2 separate regions of the Mus musculus genome follow, and region 1 is linked to region 2. Evidence: chromatin contacts called from public HiChIP or PLAC-seq data. All regions are on one chromosome and are shown on one strand. Each heading gives the region's core, a stretch centred on a gene start, on an enhancer-like site or on the middle of the called end of the contact. The rest is flanking DNA. Distances are from core to core; before and after follow the strand shown.

Evidence for each region. HiChIP or PLAC-seq counts read pairs in DNA pulled down with a chosen protein or histone mark.
Region 1: an H3K27ac HiChIP or PLAC-seq map of microglia shows a contact between it and region 2, with 6 times the contacts expected there. The contact joins the promoter of Rngtt here to the enhancer-like site in region 2. A contact is called at or near these places in 6 of 39 promoter capture datasets (the 3T3-L1 cell line, the C10 cell line, hematopoietic stem and progenitor cells and 3 more), 4 of 484 Hi-C or Micro-C datasets (the G1E-ER4 cell line, LSK cells, liver and 1 more), 12 of 115 datasets of contacts at active chromatin or transcription factors (bone marrow-derived macrophages, craniofacial prominence, effector CD8 T cells and 7 more) and 2 of 9 other capture datasets (adipose tissue and liver).

Annotation. Positions count from the first base shown.
Region 1 is chr4:33,305,544-33,312,606 of GRCm38.p6, forward strand. Rngtt (RNA guanylyltransferase and 5'-phosphatase) reads left to right here and starts at 4,768. Exons shown (of 16, transcript NM_011884.3): 1 at 4,768-4,981. The coding sequence starts at 4,918.
Region 2 is chr4:33,106,697-33,113,486 of GRCm38.p6, forward strand. No RefSeq gene overlaps it. Among named protein-coding and RNA genes, the nearest start is that of Gabrr1, 22 kb to the right of the region's middle. Within about 2 kb of position 3,590, at least 32 of the 459 cell types and tissues checked have an H3K27ac peak or open chromatin away from gene starts, as enhancers often do. A contact at or near this core is called in effector CD8 T cells, microglia and regulatory T cells, where this site is marked.

The sequences.
Region 1 (7,063 bases), core at 3,518-6,017, 200 kb after region 2:
GAATAGATTCAATAATCTACCCTCATTTGTCTAATTTTTAAATAATATTTTATAATATTTCTATATCCCCCATTTTTGTTTTTAACCCTCTTCCCCTTATCTAAGAAAGATAGAAAATAGGAAAGAGATGAGAGAAGAAATCCCTGAAACTAATGTCCCTATTTTGTCTCCTCCCTGTCCATGCTTTGCTTTCCTGGAACTTGCTCTGTAGTCTGATGGCTATGCAGGCCTAGACAGTACAGCTGAGCTGTCTGTGGTGGATAGGATGCAAGTGAGCAGGCTCTGTAGGAGTGGGCTCAGAAGAAATGGTCCTGCTACGTGTCTGCTGTGAGGTGGAGTGGGTACAGGGGGATTACCCTCTCTGCCTCGTCCCTCACCACTTGTAGTAGTTGGGAGAGCTGCCCCCATCCCTTGCCAGCTGACCCACTTGGGAGAGTGGGCTCTGAATCTTGCCTGTGCGATATAGTGTTGCTGGCCCTGATGGTGAAGGCATGGGTGAGTCAGCACCATTGTGTGAGAATAGGAGAACTGGTCCAACCCCTCATTAGGTGCAGCTCTTGGGAGAGTGGCAAGGACCAGCCTCAGCTTGGAGAGGGGTCCCTGAGGAAGAGGTGTTTGGGAGCAGTGGAAGAAAGGGCTGGAAGTCAGTGATGGGGTACAAGCTGCCAGCTCTGTGTTCTGCTGGAGACAGCTTTCTTTTTTCTTTTGTTTTTTTGAGAAATGAGTGTGGAAGAGCTAACCTTGCCTTCTGCTGATGGTGGCACGGGTGGCCTAGCTGAAACAGTGCTGGAGAGCTTGCCCTGGTGGTGTGGATAAGGGCTCTCTGGTGGGGTGATCAGCTCTGTTGCAGTTCCAGATCCAGGGCTTTGAGTTGGCCCACCCCCAAATCTACACCATCTGTGAATTGTTGGGGCACATGAAAGGTCCAGTCTTTTGGATCTAAAACTGCAGGATTTCCATGACATAGGACAACAATAGAATAGTCAGGAAGAGAAAGCAGTATTGTCAGTGTCACAGAAGCCAGAAACCTCAAACTAGACCAACGACTCACTGCAGTGAACATTTACAAGTGAAGATGTGTGGACAGAAGGATGTACTGTGGGACACACTGTGACACACTACAGCTTCCACGATGAGCTGTTTTCTATGCTTTGTGTTATTTATTTTGCTGTGTGTTTTCTCTTTTGGCTGGAGGTTCCAAGGGTGGAGGGTAGATTTGAGGGGACGGGGTCCATGATGTGAAATGATAAATCAGTAAAATGTTTTAAAAACCCCAAATTTATTTGGAGACAGAGTCTCACTATGGAGTCCTGGCTAGTCTGGAACGCTATATGTAGACCAGGCTGCCCCCAAACTTAAGAGCGCTGTTTGTCTCTGTTTCCTAAGTCTAGGATTGAAGATGTGAATCTTTACACAGATAATTTTTTTAAAAAAAAAAAAACAAAAAGATTTGTTTAAATATGTCTGTATGAGTGCCTGGATTTAGACATGTTAGTACCATGGCAGAAGTATGGAAGCCAGATGATAAGTTTTGGAGTTAGTTCTCCACTTCTGTCAGACTTGAGTGGCAAGTAGTTTTGCCAGAGGAACCATTGTTCCAGAGGAACTACAGCTCCTTGTGCAGTTCAAAGAGAGAATTTGTGCTTGTGAAGTCAGGCTGTTATATTATAGCCAACTTGCCACTGAGAGGTGCCTACTGGTCTTATAAACTTGATATCACCTAGAGTCACTTGAGAAGGGCCCTCAAGGGGAGACTGTTTAGATTCGGTTAGCCTAGAGGCAGGGCTGTGACGGTTTTTCTCAGTCTGGTTAACTGTGGTAGAAAGACCTACTCTGAATACAGGTGGCGCCATTTCATGGATGGTCCTCAACTGAATAAAAAGAACATAGTGAGCTGAACACAACCACGCAGGAACTGATTGAAGGAACTGACTGAAGGAAGCTTAGGGCAGAGAAAACAAACAAAGTAGGCAATCTGTAAGCAGTGGTAGATTCTGGGAAGAGGGGGCCGGAGATCAGCAAGACAGAGAAGGCCCGCGGCATTACGGTTAGGCTGCAGACGCTGGCAAGCAACTTCTCGGATCCTGGGATGTTGTGTGACAGACATTTGCTGGGGAGACACAACACATATATTTCCTACCCTCCAAAGGGAGCCCACGACAGAGTCATGGGTACACTTGTTTCCAACTTGGTGAACCAATGAGGTTTTAGTGAGGTCACTTACAGGAGTGTGAGTCAGCGGTTAGTGACGAGGAGCAGGGGTAACTCAAAACGCAAGGTTAGAAAGCCTAGTCCAATGTGGGTGACGATTCAGAAAATCTACAACCCCGGCGCTTTCTACCGAGCTCATACGCAACTCTATCATTGACTATCTTTTCTCATCCTATCTTCCCGCAGTGTGGGTAGCAGCCCTCAGGTGTCTTCCAATTTCCTGTTTTCAGATAACTGTTCACCTCCTGAGGCTCAAAGGTCTCACACTTTGTGTGAGTCTTTCAACTTGGAGGGAATGTTTCAATTCTGAAGAACCTGTCACATGACCGGGGCTTTACAGAGAGAATGAGATTGTCTGTAATGTCAGGGTAAGCAAGCATGGGTACGATTTCGATTTTGACCAATATTAGAAAAAAAAAAAGGCAATCAGAAGGAAAGAAAAGTTATGCTTTTTTAAAATTAAGAAACAGGCAGAAAGCAGAGAGAATTAGTGAAAATCTTTAAGTAACTCTATTACGGGGGGGGGGGGGGAGGACTTTGGGTATGTAAATACAGTATCTCATTAGGGGGAGAATAAGCAGAAATTATTCCTTCCAACTCCTCAGCAGGCCTGCCTAGGCAAACTAGCAGCTCTCCTGGTCAGATGATTGACACTCTAAAGGGTGGGATCAATAGTAAAAAAAAAAAAAAAAGCTGTAAATTTAGTCAGATTGTGCCTCCCTTCACCTAAGGCCAGAGGTAGGATTTAGATTTATTCTTTTGAGCCTTCGTTTGATTACTTTTGTTGTCACTGTAAATCAAACCCTGGTTGAAAGCTCCTTCGGGAGGAAAGGATTTCTTTGGCCTTTTGGTCCATCAAGAAAGGAAGCAAGGGCAGGAGCCTGAAGGCAGGAACTCTGGAGAAACTCAGGCTGACATCCCTGGCTTGCTCAGCTAGCTTCCCTATACAGCCTTGCCAGTTGATTTTGGTGTTCAACCTCCTGGTTGCAAGTCCCTAGAAAACCTCTATCTTCAAAAATTAAAAAATTTTTACATTACAATTCATAACAGTAGCAAAATTAAGTTATGAAGTGGCAACAAAAATAATTTTATGGCTGGGGCCCCATATCATGAGGAGCTGTATTAAAAGGGTCTCGGCATTAGGAAGGTTGAGAACCACTAACCCATCGGATCAGGAATGGCTTGGCTCTCTGCCATTGATTAGTGTCATAGTTTGGGGTTCCATTGCTGTGAAGTCACACCATGACCAGGACAACATTTAATTGTAGCTGACTTACAGGTTCAGATGTTCAGTCCATTATCATAAAGGCATGAAACATGGCAGTATCCAGGCAAACATGGTGCTGGAGAAAGCTGAGAGTTCTATGTCTTGATCCAACTGCGGCTAGGAGGAGACTGTCTCTGCCAGACTTGATCATGTGCGAGCGTGCGTGCGTGCGCGCACGCGTGCACACACACACACACACACACACACACGCACGCACACACACAGAGACCTCAAAGCCCACCCCACAGTGACACACTTCCTCTAACAAGGCTACACCTCCTCCAATAAGGCCATACTTAACAGTGCCCCTTCCCATGGGCAAAGCACAGTCAAACCACCACAATTAGCAATCAAGAAAATGCCCAATAGACAGGGCCACAGGTCAATTAGGTCCTCAATCGAGGTTTCCTCTTCTCAGGCATGTCAAGTTGATGACTGAAGGGATTATAAGGAAGAACCAGCTTGCTCCTAGTGGCCCACAACCAAGCTTATAGCTACAGCTTTTCATATGGTGTTTTAAATCTCAAGAATGGGCGAAGCCGGGTGTGGTGGCGCAAGCCTTTGATCCCAGCACTCGGGAGGCAGAGGCAGGTGGATTTCTGAGTTCGAGGCCAGCCTGGTCTACAAAGTGAGTTCCAGGACAGCCAGGACTATACAGAGAAACCTTGTCTCGAAAAACCAAAAAAAAAAAAAAAAAAAAAAAAAAAAAAAAGGTGAAAACCAGCAATAAACAAAACAAACAAACACCACATCAAAACCATCTGCTCCAGAAATGATAGTCTTAAGGCTTCTGGAACTAATTTTTGATGTTTTATGGGTCGTCGGAAGCACGTCCCCTACACTTCGCCAAAAAAAGAAAACTCATTTATAATAACCTAGACTCTGGTTTTCCGGACTTTTTGATGCAGGTAAAGGGAGGATTCTCAAATGACCCAGATCCAGCAGAGACATCAAATTTGAGCTATGATTAACGGAAAAGCACTTTTTCACCTGTGAAATACCCTTCTGAATGTAGCAGGTCAGTCCACAGGTGGAAAGAAGCTTGGATTCCTTCTACTTTGGGGGTTTCTCCGGTTTAGATGGAAAAAAAGAGACACCAGTCATTAGAGTACTCACAAAGGCAAAACAGGGGCGGGGCGTGGCAGAGGCCGGCGCCCTGAGATACAGGGGCGGGGCTGAAGGGGGCGGGCCAGGTGGAACCGCCTATCTAGTTCTCAGCAGCTTCCCCTCCCTCACTTGGGCGGGGCTTCCATTTCGCCTGACCTCGGAAGAAAGGGGGCGGGCCCTTTGGGGCGGAAGTCGCAGTGCATTGTGGGTTCGCCGGGAGCCGCGGAGTCGAACCTGAATGAAAGTGGCGCGCCGCTGAGGACCCGGGTAGAGCTGCTGCCGTTGGGGTCCGGGCTGGTTTGCTGTGGAGCTATCGGCGAGGCGGCACAGACATGGCTTACAACAAGATCCCGCCGCGGTGGCTGAACTGTCCGCGGCGCGGTCAGCCGGTGGCAGGTACCCGGGAGGGGGCTGCGGGAGGGTTCGAATCTCACTGCGCCGGCCGGGCCTGGGGGACCGCGCGCTTGGTGGTCGCCAGTCGGGACTCCCGCAAGGCGGAGGAGTGAGGACCGGAGGTGGACCAGACGCTTCTAGAGCTTAAAGTTTGTGAACCTCTTTGTGATATTTTGGAGACTGGGTCTCGCTGTCTTGGCGAGACTTGTTTTCGGAAAGAGAGTAGCTGGGTGTGAGCCTGGAAATTGAAGGAAAGCTTAAAGAGACGCGAGGCTGGATAGCGGGGGACTTTTGGTTTTGTTATTAAAAATTGACTTTTTGCGGAATGTTGCCATCTTGAGTTTGACGTATAGTGGACTCATCCCCGAACTTGCGAGCTGGGATTATAGGCTCGGGTCACTGCTTGGCTAAAAGAACAGTGACTTCAAAGTGTACAGTTTGATAGTTTTGGACCACACACATGTATTCCAGGGAATACACATGAAATAACGGAGGCACAGTTCTCTGAATCCGTGGAGACATCGCACATGGTAACTTTAAAGGACCAGGCTCCACAGTTACCAGCAACCGGGTTAGATAGCAATTAGGAACTTTGTCTGCTGGACCTAGAAGCCAAAAACATTTTTGTGATTAAAATTGAGGAAGGAATACAAGTTCTGTTTTCACAGGATTTACTCAGCTATAGAGTAATTATCGGGCAGGTGTTTGCAAAGATCTGCTAAGTCTCCTTATCGGAGTTATGAGACATAAGCGTTTCCTTTCTCTCTTTTTAGCTATCTGAACACCAGGCAAAATACAGTGAGCTGTGGCTCCCTATTGAGGAGCTAGCTGGTACCCACACTCTCTTAGAAGCCCACACCCTTGCTTTCTGGTTGTCTTTATTCTGAGTGACTCTCTTTTTCTTTTCTTTCTTTCTTTTTTCTTTTTTTTTTTTTTGTTTTGTTTTGTATTTTTTCGACACAGGGTTTCTCTGTATAGCCCTGGCTGTCCTGGAGCTCACTTTGTAGACCAGGCTGGCCTCGAACTCAGAAATCCGCCTGCCTCTGCCTACCGAGTGCTGGGATTAAAGGCGTGTACCACGCCCGGCTTTTTCTTAACTCTTGAGCTAAAACCTGTATATTAAAACTGTAACTTTTTGTTTTAAAGCTGTGCTGGGTAACACAAAGCAGGAAGTTTTAGGATGGAGCTTATGTGAAGATTTCAGCACATATAGGAAGAAACAGTTGTGTTATGCGTGGGTCAGGATGTGGTGGTTAACTGGGTATCTTTTCTGGCGTCATTTGGAATTAAATTTAGGGAGTCTCAGAATTTTTGCCACCTTCAAAATTTCTTGCTCCCCCCTCTCTTATTTATGTTGCTTTACATTATGTGGATGTAACACTTGTATGAACACTTGTACCCATGGCAGGAGATTCCAGTAAGCACCAATTATGTGGTGACAGATAAATGGGAGTGGTGGCATTCTAAGACTAACAAGGACCCACGGGCTCTGCTGCTACAGTTCGTCTCTAGACCTGGCCATGCTGACACCAAGTCATGGCCAAGTAACTTGCTTTAAACATGAGTTTTAGGAGCGTGGGAGTTGTCTCAGTGCTGCTGTTCCAGAGAACATGAAGAGTGGCGCACAACCACCTGCAGCTCCACTTCCAGGACATCTGATTGCCTCTTCTGGCTTCTTCTAGTACCTGCATACATGTGGATTATACTCATAATTATCACATGCACACACATACATAAACCTTCAAAAAGGGGAGTTTAAACATAAAACCCATACACGTTTAAATCTCATGCTCTTGGTATGTGTTCCATTCAGTTTACCTAAAACACTTCACCTTAATATACAATTTTTTTTCTTATGTAACCCACTGTGTGGCTGCCTAGAGACTGTTTGAGCATATGGACATAGGGAAAATATTATGACAGCTTCCACATAGTAGTCTTTCTATACATTGTTGTATGAAACTTCTGTAGTCCTGTTGATCTGCTTTCTGTCATTGATGGCGTACATCCTTTAATAAATGCAAACATCATGCACTCTCACGTTGTGTGTGTTTGTATGGCTGGCCTTGAACTATGGCCAATGTA
Region 2 (6,790 bases), core at 2,340-4,839:
AGATGTTAATTGTAGTCATGAAAGAAATTAATGACTAACTTCTCTCTATCCAAGCCTTCTAAGCCTTAGACACTGTTCTAGCTACTTACATCAATCACATAATATCCTGCTGGCAATTGAGATAGCTTAGTCTTAGTCAATGTAGAGGCAGGAGTCTAGAGAGTAAAAGGATGAACCTCGTGGGCTCCTGTGATAGATTGTTAGCCCACATCCTAGCAACTCTGGCTTGCTTCCCCCGAACTGCGTAAACTGGACACGGTGACACACACTAGTAATCCTAGCACTCAGGAGGGGTAAGCAGGGAGGATCAGAACTTCTGGGCTACAAAGTGAGTTTGAAGATAGCCCAGGCTACATGAGACCCTGTCTCAAAACGAAAAGAAATTAAGGAAAAAGAAAAGAAGGGAGGAAAAGACTTTGCAATTTTGATTGAGAGCTGTGTGATTTTGAGCCATTTAAGTTCTATGTATTTTCATTTCATGTGAAAACAATTTTTAAAAGTGGTGGTTCCTGCCTTTTGGGGTAGATACGGGAAGCTGCGGGCCCAATGCCCAAGCTGTAGGGCCAGAGCCCGAGGGAGAACACTTTACCTAGGCTTAGGGTTTTCTAACTATGGGAGAGAGAAACTGAGCGAGAAACTGTCTCAAGGGGGGGGGGAGAGAGAGAGAGAGAGAGAGAGAGAGAGAGAGAGAGAGAGAGAGAACGGCTGCTCAAGGGAAAAGGAAATTTGCCAGTGTTTGGATGGAGAGTTCTAGTGATCGAATGGCTGGAAAGTCCACGTGATGACAGGAAATGTGACCCTGCAAGTTTCTAAATCCAAGTCACGACATCAAATGTTGTGTTTTGTAGAAAAGCCAAAGATTTGTTTGATAGGGCATGGTATGGTGTGGTGGGAGGGGTGCCTCAGCGGCCCTTGCAGAGGCATCCCTTCCCCTTGAGGTACCAGGTATAATGTAGAATAAAGTTTATTTAGGGCATGGGAAGGGGAGTTTAGAAGGTGGGGGGGGGGGCGGAGGAAAAGGGGGAAGAGGAGAGAGGGAAGGGGAGGGGGAGGAGGAGGGGGGAGGGAGAGGCCAAACAGTCCCTTTTATAGCAAGCCAGGCCTACCTTGCTGTTGGGCAGAGCCTAGAAGGAATGCCAACATTTTGAACATTTCATTACCCTCAAAAGAAACTTCTTGTCTTTTTATCTTTGGCTTTCCCGTTCCTCCCCTCCAAAGTTTGCTTTCCATTGCTCTATAATGTACACATTGTATACATGGAGCTTGGAGATGGGTGGTCTTGAGTGACTGATTTCTTTCATCTTGTATAATCTTTTCCCTCCCTCCCTCCATCCTTCCCTCTGTCTCTTCCTTTCTTCCAGTACTGGGGGTTGAACCCAGAGCATTTCACATGCCACACAAATGTTTTACCAGCTAAGTTGCATCTCGATTTTTCTCCATCCTTGTTTTAGATAATGCTTACATTAACCTATCTGTAGCATGTGTCTGTATTTTGTTCCGTTTTAACGGCTGAATAATACTCATTACATGGATATGCACTTTTCTGTGTATTTATCCATCACAGATAGGCATTTGCTTTCTTTTGAATTTTGGCTGTTATTAAACGTGTTGCAATGAACATCCATGCAGAAGTTTTTATAGAGACGTAAAAAAATTCTTCTAGGCAGAATATCTTAGGAGTAGAATTGCTGTTATTGGGTAGCTCTGTATTTAACTCTGAGAGGATCTGTTTGCAAAGTGTGGGCATTGTTTAATATATACTTTGTGGCAATACGTGAGACTTTTTAACATTTCCAGATTATTATTGTCTTCTTTGTTTTAGGCCACCCTCCACAATAGGTATGAAGTGTTCTCTTTGTGGCCTGGTTGTGCAGTTTCCTGTTGACAGTGGTGCTGAGTTTTCTGTATCTTATTGGCTTCTCTTGTATCTTCTTTGGCAAATGTCTATTCAAATTGCTTGCCCACTTTAAAATTTGGTTGCCTTTTCATCACCTAGTTTCAGGGATTGTTTATATATTCTAGATAGAAATTCTATAGCAGGTTTATGCTTTGCAAATACTTTCTCAGACAACTGACTTTCTAACTTTCTTATGATGACTGCTGAAACCCAATAGTTGTCATTTTGATGAAGCCCGTTTTATCTGTTTTTGTTTGGTTAATTGTGCTTATGAGGCCATACTTAAGGCAGGCATGCACTTACCTTTTTAAGAAAGTGGCAGGTGAGTGTGTGTGTGTGTGTGTGTGTGTGTGTGTGAGTTTACATGCCTTGGCACAGAATGAGGCCATCAATGATAGATCCTCTTTTTAAAAAATATGTAGTTCATTTATTTTTATATCATGTGCATTGGTGTTTTCTACATGTATGTCTGTGTGAGGGTGGAACTGGTATTCTGCAGTGTTGAGCTGTCATGTGGGTGCTGGGAATTAAACCCAGGACCTCTAGAAGAGCAGCCAGTGGTCTTAACCACTGAGACATCTCTCCAGTCTCAAAGATAGATACTCTTGATGAAGACTCAGAAGTAACACACTGTGTGTGTGGGGTGGGGGGAGGGGCATTGCTGCAAACACAATGGCCGGCAGTGAAACCATCAGAGGAGAGACAAGAATGAAACTGTTCAGGCTTAAATGGTGTTGGTTCAAACTTCTAGAGTCTAACCCCAGACAGTTGATTGTAGCTACATTTAAGTACAGCACAATATTGGGAAAAAAAGTTTTCTGATGACAATTTATTCAGTCCCACGTGTACAACACAGTTTAAGGCATGTTTACATTGAAGCTCTTTACAAAGTACAGAGACCTACTTCCATAAAGACCGTTCTGTTAACTCAGACACAATGCTTAAGATTGCTTAAGTCTAGGGAGAAAGACTGGGGTAACACGATGCCTTTGAGAGTCAGAATTAGCCTGGCCCTAAGATTACATAGAAGTCACTTAGGTTGATGTACGGTACAAATGACATCGCTTGTAAGGATGAGTTTAACAGATTGAAAAGCAATGCTTAAGATATAGGGTGGAAAAGTCTGGGATAAACAAACAGAATTCTGGGGGATTCGGGAGAAGCCTGACCTATAGAGAGACCACTAGGTTGTAAACCTTTCCCAGCATCCCCGGTGGAAGTCAGGTAAATATCTCTTCCCCTGACAAGACAAGCCTGTGTGTTTAACTTTTTCTGGTCCCCCCGGGCGCTTATCTGTGTGCGTAAGGAGCTCTTACTCTTCAAAAGATATGCACAACTTGAGCCTGGCTTGGGATAGATACAGGGTTGAGCCAGAGAATGTAAAAGAATTGCTTAGCACAAAGCACAAAACAATACCTCTCCCAACAATGTTTAACACTTGCTAAATACCGAATGCAATCAAATAAAGGAAACAGGCGTGGTGTGAGGTACAGTCAGCAGATGAGAACACAACTGCTCCAGTGGATTGCTAGGTCTCCACATTATAGCACAGAGTCCACCCTCCCCCAGGAAAACAGTGTACAGAGAATCTTATCAACCTGAAAGCGGCGTGTATGTGCTAGGAGGTGGGTATGGTCTGTGATGAAACCACACAGATGGTTTCCCCTTGGGCAGCTGTGGCACGGCCCGCTCAGGACTTCCGGCCGCTGTGACAAAATGCACAGATTTGGCAGCTTAGTTCACAAACATTTACGTCTCTAGTTTGAAGGCTGGGGAGTTTACATCCAGCACTGCTGGTAGATCCTGTGTGGCTAGGACAGTGACCACACTGCAGCCTCAGCTGACAGACCTCTGGTCTCTCTTTAAAACGGGGGGGGGGGGGGGGAAGAGCAGCACTGGTCGATCCTGGAAGGGAAAGCAGATGCGTAAGCCATTCTCTTTAGAAAAGGTGGTCACTAGAAGTGGCCTTGAGACCACAAGCAGGCCTCAAGGTGGGAAAGAGAACATTACACAGGAAATGGTATGTGCATGTAAGAGGCCAACATGGCAGCAGCTTTAAAGGGATGGGGGGGGGGCTTCACTAGGAGAGTAAGTTAGCATCCTCTTCTGGTCTCTATGTCCACTGCTCCCGAGGAAGCAAAGCATACAGTGAAAATAAATATTTACTTACTTACTGAAAATGATGTAAGTATAGAGATAGCCACCACGAGAAAGCTAGGGTGGAGGGTAGAGAGGCCAGGGGGAGTTGTTTTTGTTTTTTTGTTTTTTTTTTCCCCAAGAAAATGCCCAGAGCCATTCCAAGAACAAAGGAATCTCAGACAGTTAGAAGCTTTGTAGGGGGCAGGTGGTGGCAACATGAGGAGGCATTTTGACAGATCAGCTCTTTCATGGGGGATGGCATCCTGAGCTGGGGTCTGGGCGTCGGGCCTCTCGCACCTGTCCTGAGGCCAGGATGTGAAACTGTTACGTAAGTTATTGTCGTTTAGAACAAGCCCAGGGGCTGTTTCAGAGCAGAAGGGAAGAGGTCTCTCTGTATTTGGCCCTCAGACAAGTTGTCATGTAAACGTTCATCACACATCTCTTCCACAAGGTGGTCCCACAGTCATGGCCCCAGGCATTGGGAGTCCCGATAAAAACACCAGGGTCCATCAACAAGAAGCTGGAGACTGTGGTGACGTTGCGCTTGAAGCCAGGGAGCCCGTGGTGAACTTTAAAGGCAGGTGATTGAGGGTGTCTTATATGATTTTACCAGGATACCAGCAGAGGGAGATGAGGCTGAACTTTCCCAAAGGAAGTCCACTGTAATTTATAAGCCTGCTTTTGGAAGAGCCAGCTTGCCCGATTTCCCTCCCTTAACCCTTCCTCTCTATCATGTGACTGTGACCACCATTCTAGCACCTCGTGGTAGAGAGGGCCCCTGGCTCTCAGCTGCTACAAATTTAGCTCTACTTTTAAAACCGGATTGTGGCTTAGCGACCATAGGGCGAGCCGCGAGAGGGTTTTGGAAAGTGTGGCCAGAACACGTCACACATTCAGCTCAAATGGAGCTGTTACTGACCGCTTCTGTTTCACCCTGATTAACACAGAACTGGTTTTACAAGTGTGCTTCTCCAGGTCCAGGAGAGACTGTGTCTAGTCTGGGGCAGTCAGAGCTCATTTATCCTCTGGAAAAGCTAACTGGCTAGGACAAAGAAGGGATCATCTTCCGTGCACTGAAAGGAGTCTTTCTACTAGAGATGAGTGAGGTGATTTGTTGCTGTTGGCATCTATATTGCAACAATAAGAAAGGTGGCCAAAAGAAGAAGGTGACGCCGGGTGTGGTGGTGCACGCCTTTAATCCCAGCACTTGGGAGGCAGAGGCAGGCAGATTTCTGAGTTCGAGGTCAGCCTGGTCTACAAAGTGAGTTCCAGGACAGCCAGGGCTACACAGAGAAGCCCTGTCGAAGAAGAAGGAGAAGAAGGAGGAGGAGGAGGAGGAGGAGGAGGAGGAGGAGGAGGAGGAGAAGGAGAAGGAGAAGAAGAAGAAGAAGAAGAAGAAGAAGAAGAAGAAGAAGAAGAAGAAGAAGAAGAAGAAGAAGAAGAAGAAGAAGAAGAAGTGGGTGTCTTGAAGTATTCGTGACCCCTCTGTCTCCCATAATCATTTGAGCCACTCCCACCGTCCATAGGATTCATCGAGCTTCACCTAAGGTTTGGCTGTGGCTCTCCGCATCTGTTTCCTTCAATTGCTGGATGGAGTCTCTCTGATGACAAACTAGGGTCCTGCCTACAGGATTCATTAGGAATCTTATCTCTCTCTGTCTGTCTGTCTCTCTCTCTGTGTGTCTTTCTTTCTGGTTGTATGCAGTTCTACCCTAGGTCTCTGGGTTATCCAGGCTCTGGTCCCCTCTCTAGATAGTATCAGGGGTAGACTCCCTCTTATGACATGAGTATCAAGCTGGGCCAGTCATTAGTTGGCCACTCCCACAATGTCTGTGCCACAGCACAACTTGTAGGCAGGACAGTTTGTAGTTGTTGAATGTAGCTTTTGCTACCCTACTTTAAACTCCAGGAATGGGCTGTGCTACCAGCTCCAACCCAGATTCCCTGGATCTGAGGATGAAAAACACAAACACACACGTTGCTCAACTTTAATTTGCCTACAGCTCAAGTGCTGGGCGCCTCCAGTCTACCAAGGCTAGTGTGCCCTTCCCGGTACTCCCAGCTCAGCATCCTAAATCTGCCATCAACTTCAGTTGCTCAGCCACCTTCAGTCCCAGCTCAACATCCCAACCTCCTGCCTGGAGAAGCAGTTCGTGGTGGCTCTGCCCGAGATTCCACATGGCTGGTTGGCTTTTCTCCCTCCGAAGCATGGTGAACACTCCTTTCTTCTCCCTCCATCTGCTAGCTTCCCTGTGGGAACCTGGAAGTCCCACCTATTCTTCTGCCCAGCAATTGGCCCATAGTATCTTTACTGATAGGTCAAGAACCAATTGGGGAGCTGGGCGGTGGTGGTGTGTGGGAAGCGGTTTCCGCTGTGCCTGCGTGGCTTAATTGGTAAACAAGCAATGTGCGCATGTGCGAGAGTGTTTTCGTGCCAAGTCATGGCCCATCCCGGGGCGTGGTGATGAGGCTCTGGGAGAGCAGCCAATCAGGTGTGGACACGCCACACTAAGGTGTATATAAGTAGCGCCTTTTTGGTGCTTGGGGTCTTCCTCTTCATGTTGAAACTGGTGTAATAAAGTTGCTGCAGAAGGATCCGGTTTCTCACACGTGTGTTCTTGCTGACGAGACAATAGCGCATATGAGCGTGGCGCTCACCTTTAATCCCAGCACTCGGGAGGCAGAAGCAGGTGATTTCTGAGTTCGAGGCCAGCCTGGTCTACAAAGTGAGTTCCAGGACAGCCAGGGCTATAC